Linked DNA regions of Zea mays: region 2 is linked to region 1. The links are chromatin contacts, called in public Hi-C maps. All regions are on one chromosome and are shown on one strand. Each heading gives the region's core, a stretch centred on a gene start, on an enhancer-like site or on the middle of the called end of the contact. The rest is flanking DNA. Distances are from core to core; before and after follow the strand shown. Region 1 holds the start of LOC100285412 (dynamin-related protein 1A). Region 2 holds the start of LOC103630717 (MACPF domain-containing protein NSL1).

What was found. A called contact is a pair of places that touch in the nucleus more often than the background predicts.
Region 2: a contact with region 1 is called in a Hi-C map of leaf, with 9 times the contacts expected there. The contact joins the promoter of LOC103630717 here to the promoter of LOC100285412 in region 1. A contact is called at or near these places in 2 of 25 Hi-C or Micro-C datasets (ear and leaf).

Annotation. Positions count from the first base shown.
Region 1 is chr6:174,954,157-174,957,844 of Zm-B73-REFERENCE-NAM-5.0, forward strand. It overlaps LOC100285412 (dynamin-related protein 1A), which reads right to left and starts at 2,047. Exons shown (of 16, transcript NM_001158305.1): 1 at 1,717-2,047; 2 at 1,170-1,233; 3 at 977-1,081; 4 at 542-643; 5 at 259-309; 6 at 99-160. The coding sequence starts at 1,845. LOC103630712 (tetraspanin-6) reads right to left here. Exons shown (of 2, transcript XM_008651761.3): 2 at 3,436-3,688.
Region 2 is chr6:175,317,195-175,320,882 of Zm-B73-REFERENCE-NAM-5.0, forward strand. LOC103630717 (MACPF domain-containing protein NSL1) reads right to left here and starts at 1,845. Exons shown (of 5, transcript XM_008651765.4): 1 at 737-1,845; 2 at 364-637; 3 at 77-260. The coding sequence starts at 1,278.

The DNA.
Region 1 (3,688 bases), core at 797-3,296:
TGGATAAGCACAGATGAACATCTTATCCAGTTAATTCAAGCATGATCAGCAATGAAATGTCAACAATATAAAATGAAGGCAGTTGAAGTAAACCATACCTTTTCAATATATGAGCGAACCATGTTTTCAATGTCATGTACAATACTCTCCGGTTGGCCATCTGCCAAGAGTAAAGACAATAGCAATCTAGAAGATTAGGGCAAGATCACAATAACATCAAAATAAAGAACAAGAAAAAAATAATTGACAATCACTTACCAACTGCTACTTTAGTAAGCCCAGGAAGATCAATAAGAGTAAGATTCACAACTGCGAGAATGTAAAATTGTCAAACACACACACAAAAAAAGGGACACGGAACTATATCAGATAAACCACACAACACGGTTCAAATGTGGTACGGCTGCCCAACCTACAGCAGAGTCGACAAGCTAAAGGAACCCTTAAATCCTTTGCAACAAACAACACTCACTAGGAAGAGGACAGTTGAGATGTGATAATGCGACGGTAACAATGTACCCTTCAAGAGTTTGCATCTTACCATGGGGAGAAAATATGCTTAAATGGATAGGGACAGTTGATATTTGCTTTGAACGGCCTGTTTCTCGGTCAGTTTCATCAGCTATCTCCTTTCTCACAGCAGCTGCAAGAATACAACTACCATTATGTACCAAGTATCATTTGATAAACTGAGTTTATACAATTTAAAATTCAGACAATTCTGGTTTAGCATTGAAGACCATTTCCCATAAAGCAAGTGTGTGTGTTAGTTCATGTTTAAGGAAAAAACAGCAAACCAGAAGCTAGTATGATAGCATAATTAAAATAATAATATAGAAAGGATGTTTCCATTAGCAACACGAAATTCAACTATAGAACAGTCCTCAACCATAAGTGACAATATAGTTTTATATAATACTATCTCATCAGTCATGAATCATGCAGCTCCAAAAGTAGAAAGGAGCAGATGAATTACCAAAATCTGTAAATCTCTTTCTCGGAAGATGCATGAACTCTGCATATTCCCTGTCACCATCAATTCTGTGGAGCTGCAGCACCAGCGGCCGCCGGGTTACAATGCCTGCAGATACCATTCCAGCCACAATCAGAACACCTAAACAAGAAGTAGCACTGGGATTCACCGCAAATACTCCTTGCTACAAAAGTACCTGAACCCCTCGGTAGGAAATCCTTCCCAACCACGCTCTCCAACACAGATGATTTACCAGAGCTCTGTCAGCAAAATTCAAACGTCAAACTGCGACATTATTTGAATGCATGTAGAAATCGAAACGAGCTTATAGATGTTCACGAGAGCACGAATCCATTTTGAAAAATAGCATCGAACTACGATTTTCATCACGCAAACATCCAATGAACATACTCGCATCCGTACTTGATCACACTAAGTCACTAGTGGACTAGCTTCCCAACCAGACGGGAGTGCGGAACTCAGCAATTAATCAATCAAGCGGGTGGCTGGGCCTGGGCGCATCAAAACCGCTCCAGATGCAAACATGTAAGCGACCCAAATCCAACTTCCTGCACTACGAGTCCGAGTATTGCAGATCCAAGCACCGCCAAGCCGCATCAACAACTAACCCTCGCGGTTCCACCAGCAACCCGCGAGATCCACACCCACGAAGCTGGGGCGACAGCACCAGATCCAATCAGAACCAACGCGAAAAAACGTGCCCGGGAAGGGAAGAAGGGCACCTGTCCTCCAACGACGGCGATAGCCGGCAGCGAGTCCCAGAGCGTCGGGAGGGCGCTCTCCTCTCCGTGGTCTCCGAGAGCCGTGCAAGCCCTCTGCAGCTTGTTGACGAGGGTGATCAAGTTATCCATGGCCGCGGCGCAGGGTGGGCGAGATCTGGCCGGGTCGCGCGACGCGGCGGGGGAGTCGAGATCGAGACGCGGAGCAGGAAGAAGGGAGGCGGGGGAACGAGGTGAGGCCGACCGCCCAGCCGCGTCTAGGCGTCGGTCGTTGGTCTCGAGCTGTGGCCTGGATGGAGAGGTTGTGCAGGCGAGCGAGCGACGGTGGTCTGGTGTCTGGGAGCGTCGGAGTTGATTTGGGTTTTGAATTGAACGTGGTCTGTGTCGTACCAGCAGCGTGGTGGGCTGCCAGCTGATCTAGCTCTATGTTGCCATGTTGGGATGCTCTCTTCAGGTAGAGTTTCAGTAGATTTGATTTCCAGACTTGAGTTTCAGCTGATCTAGCTCTATGTTTGAATGCACTAAAGGAGTCGTCTCCTTCATCTGAAGAAATTAAATTTTACTTAGTTTGATTTGGAATTTAATATTTTACCATTTTCTAAAGCTTAGATATAAGCCTATCCTATATTCATAGGACATATATGGAAATTGTTTTCATAGGACATATATGGAAATTGTTTTTATGCATCACTGATCTTTGTTTTATTTTGCAACATATGACACGCTCTTCTGCTCGCTCCTTTTTAATAGAAATACTAGTAACTTAAGCGCGCGTCCCGCGCGCGTAGAAAACATTCAGTAATCCTGTAGAGTAATCTTGTGTAGCAAACATTTAGAAAGCTTGTGTATAGAACATTTAGAAAAAATAGCAATTATGTCTATTTTAAAGAAATAAGCGGTTGAAGTAAGTCTGGTTGAAAAACAAAAGAAACTTAGAAGCATGTAGACCTGTAAGGACAAAATAAAAGTAAGTTAGGTTTAGTGTTACCTTAACAAAACTTATGGAGCTGGGATTTCATCTTCAAATCAGCTTTTTCATAATCCACTGAGCTATAAAAAATTAGCACTGACAACTGATTTAAGCACCAAGTTGAGCCCCCTTAATTGCTGGAAAAATTTTCATTTTGGAAAGACATGGAACACTAGGTACACCCTATTGAACAAGACAACCATTCTTTCCGGCATGTTCCTTGCTAGACCCTTCTAAATGGACATGGATCACAGGATACATGGCTTTTTTCAAAACACAGATTATTTCAGAACTGGAGACACATCTGGTCCAACCGTCCAATAAGCCTTTGGCACCTTTTTTCACTTTGTGATTCGGACTGTGTTACTCCGATTGAAAACAAATTGCTGTACCATACCTGATACCAGTTTTGCGACCAATAACAGGTCAATGTGAATATGTTCTGCGACAATCAATGCCAATAATAGATGATCACCGTGAGTTATTATGCCTGTATGAGATTTTCTCTCTGTTTTTTTGTCTGTGTATTTTGTTTTATGTGCCAAAAATGGGCTGCTGTCGGAATTCCAGTGAACATGTCTCTGAAACATTGTTGAATAGCCTGCCCCCGATTTGACTTCAGTGTAAAGGAATCCAGTGTAATCACATCATAAGTTATGTCCAGAAGACAGTACCTAATGAGATAGAGAAGCCACACCAACAGTAGAACAGGCATAACTGATAGCTTCTTGTGTGGTTTGGTTTCCCCCATATACATGGAACCACTTCTGTCCTGGATTAAAATTCTACATGATACAATGCTGGCTACCATATTGAAGGGGAAAAAAACTAGGCATCTCTTTTACTTCATGGCTTAGTCTCCTCTTAACTCAAATATCTATAGAAACTAAACTCTGCAGACCTGGAAACAAATAGAGTACCACAGGGGCTAATAACACATACAGATCCCAAGTGTTATTTTATCTTTTACCACAGAAGATTGGATCAAAATATCATACAGGCATT
Region 2 (3,688 bases), core at 595-3,094, 360 kb after region 1:
GACGATTAGATAGCACATCCAACACAACACAATCACACACCAGACGACTCCACCAGACCAGACTAACAGTACATACATCTGAGGTAGAGGTTCACCGCGTGGTTGAGGAAGCCGCTGCCCCGGACGCCGGTGAGCAGGCTCGTTATGGGCACGAACGACATGGAGATGACGTCCGGGAAGCCGGTGATGGTGGAGAGCCACTTGCCGTGGCCCTGGCCGCTGTCGACGCCGCCTCTCCTGACGTGAATGCACACCATGTCCTGCGAGGATCCCACCACGTTCTAAGGGCGTTCGTTATTCACATTTTCTTGGTGACGAGCAGTGCAGTAGAATGCAAAACCGCAACAGTACGTGCTTGCTTACATCCTTGTGAGACACGACGGGTGATCTGAAGGACTGCCAGGCGGCCGATCCGGGCCCAACGTTTAGCCCCTGCGACAACCTGCCGCCTCCCGCGGTGGAAGAATTGGAACTTGCTGTGGAATCCTCCGAGAACCTGTCGTCGGCGAGCTCCTTGAGCCGGGCCTGCACGTCGCTCTGCGTGAGGCTGGAGCCCTTGAGCTGCTTCACGCACACCACGTCCTTGCCTCCCATCTTCACCCCGACGATGACGTGAGTCCCGTACTTGTCGATGAACCTGCAGGGAGGGAGCTAGCAGCAGCAGCACCATCATGAGCTTTCGAGACCCATCACCAGTCACCGCTGCTGCTGGGACGGTGGACTCGACAGTACGTACTCGGCGAGCGCGGCGGGGTCCCAGACGGGCGGGAGGTCCCGCCTGACGTGGTCCCTGAGGGCGAGGCTGGCGCGCACGGCCTCGACGCTGTAGAGCTCGACGAGGCGGGCGTCGAAGCAGAGGCTGCGCGTGGCGGCGGCGTCGCGGTGCCAGCACCCGCGGTAGTCGAACATGGCGTTGAAGGCGCCCGAGGGGATCTTGCTGGCGGGCAGCGACAGCGACCGGTTCACCTCCTCCGCCATCTGCGCGAAGGGGAGCACGTCGGAGCGGAACCGCGCGCGCTCGCCCTTGCCGGCGACGACCCCGGCCGGCACGCCCGCCACGGCGGCCCCGCCGGGGAACGCCAGCTCCCGCGGCGACGGGGACGCGGACTGGGACGTCCCCGGGCCCTTCCCGGCGCCGTCGAGGTCCACCAGCCGGCCACCAGGCTTGGCGCGGCCCAGGCGGAGGTCCCCCGTCAGGTCGTAGCCGCACCCGACCGCGCCCACCGCCGCCTCCGCCGCGTCCTGCGCGGTCATGCGCGCGCCCGAGGAGCCCCGCATCGTCGTCCGGTGGTCCCAGCCCTTACTTCTGCACCGTGCGTGCGGTCGTGCGGATTATAACGGACAGAGCCGCGAGGGGAAGGCCGGCCTGAACTGCTGTACGTGCCGCCAACGGCACGGTACTATTCCGTCGGCCTGCCGTGCGGCGTGGCGTGGCGTGGACTGCGCAGCGCAGCCCGTCGCAGCGTTCTGGTCGCCCTGGTCCGGTAGTGTGTGCGAGTGTGTGGCGTCGGGGGTGGGGCTGCGTGCGGGGGCTGCAGGCGCGGGGACAGCGACGGCGCGGCCCGGGCGAGGTCAAGGTCGTGGGGTGGCGGGGAACCATCGGGTATGGTGGGCCGGGGGGACACGTTAGTGGAGTGACGTGCGGGCGGCGGGTTGACGAGGTCTGGGGGCGGAGTCGCTGTCGCGGGGGCGGGGCAGCCGGAGGCCGGAGCTTGGGGGGGCTACGGGCAGTCGGGCACGGGGATTTGTAGGAGACCGCGGGCGGGCTGGGGTCAGGACGTAGGATACGATCATACGAAGGAAGCAGTCCTGCGGCGGGAGTCTTGCTGCTTCGTCGTCTCATTTTTGCTTGTTCTATATGTGCAAGCTGCAGCTAGTGGTTGCTTGTCTCGTGTGGTATATTTGTTGAGACAATGTTCTGGTCTTCTATTTGGAGAAGAAACAAACAAAGAAAGAAAGCCTAATGATTTTTTAGGAGTCAGGTTTCCAAAACCGTCGCGCATAGGGACGACCGGACGAGGCTGCTGCCTGCTGGTGTGTCACTTTCCCCAGCCATCTTCCATGGCAGTGAACTAAAATTTTGGTCTTTCTGTGTTGCCTGGCCTTGGAAACTTCCATGGTCTGCAACCGGCCGTGTGTCCGTGTCGACACTGATGAATTTCTCGTCTCAGTTCACTTAGATCTGACCAGAGACCTTTCTCACGCGTACGACGAAGGTTCGTGGAGGGTCAGCAGTACGCGGCACACTCCGCTACGAGCCTACGACACTGGTCTCTGGCGTGGCGCCGTCCAACGACGAACCAACAAAATCTTCAGTCAGATCACTATGTATGTTGACGATTTATTTAAAAGTCACAAACATAATTTTGCGTCCTATCCAACCCATGTATGTTGACGATTTAAATATCATTACCTAAAGAGGCGAAGTTCGAGTCGAAATTTGGATCTCACTAAATTTTGCTTACAACTTGCGCACCTTCCGACTAGAACTTTAGTGTGCCTATAGCTATACCGAGAAAGTATTAGCAAAATTCAATATGAACAAATCATATCCCTCCAAAAAAAACCTATAGTTATTTGATCTTTAGAAATGAAAACAGACCAATTCAGACCACATGATGCCCATATACTAGTGTCGTCCATGTACCTTGTAAATCACATCAGACCATGATGTTGCATTTGCAGTGAGCTTTCTAGCTCGACAAAATACTTCGCCCACCAAATGTCATTGGATAGGAATCAAACATATATCCTCATATATGTGAGTGTGAATGTGAATGGTATAAAGAGATCTTGGACTATATAGGCACAAATTCTGATGTGGTTGGATACATAAACGCCAAATATTTATCCGATCCCCCGTAATGGCAAATCATAAACGAGCTTACAATGTGGAATAACCATTTTGTGAATGTGTTTGACTTAGCGATGATTAGCCACGTGCAACGGTTTTGTGGTATTGGTGTTATGGACTCACCAATATTGTATATGAAGATAATGTGGCTCGAGTCACAAAGATGCAAACGAGTTATATAAAACACAATATTAATAAACATATTTCTCTTAAATTGTTTTATCCTCATGAATTACAATATGAGAATAAATAAATATCTTGCAAACCAAATCAAGTTCTAATCTCGACAATTTGTTCACTAAGTCCCTATCAATTTTCTCATTTGAGAAATGTGCTAAAGGAATTGGTATGGGACGACTTAGAAATCTGTAAGATTCAGAAGAAAAAATTCTCCTAAATATTCGCTAGGGTCAAGTCCATCTCTTCCCGCACAACCTCACTTAGAGGTACAACTGATTGGGACCCTTCATCTGCATGCTCTCGAGCCCAAGCTATGGTTTCTTCAGGTCCAACATGTTGAGGTTGTACCTTATCCTATAGAGCCACGATGTAGGGCTCCACCTCGGTGTCAGCCCTGAGCACCATGCCAGCTACCTAAACGACACCATGAATGGTACGACATATACCTCAGGGCCCTCACAATGAGGAAAAAGGCCACCAGCCATAGTTTCATGTTTCGATGCCCCCCTACAACGCATGCATTTGCCAACGAGCCCATCCAATCAGGCCCAGGTGCATGGATCTCACTTCGGTACTTTGCCATGCGGACTAGCCACAAAAAGTTTGCCCCAAATTCTGGAGAAATATGATGGGATGATCAATCCACCGAGTTTC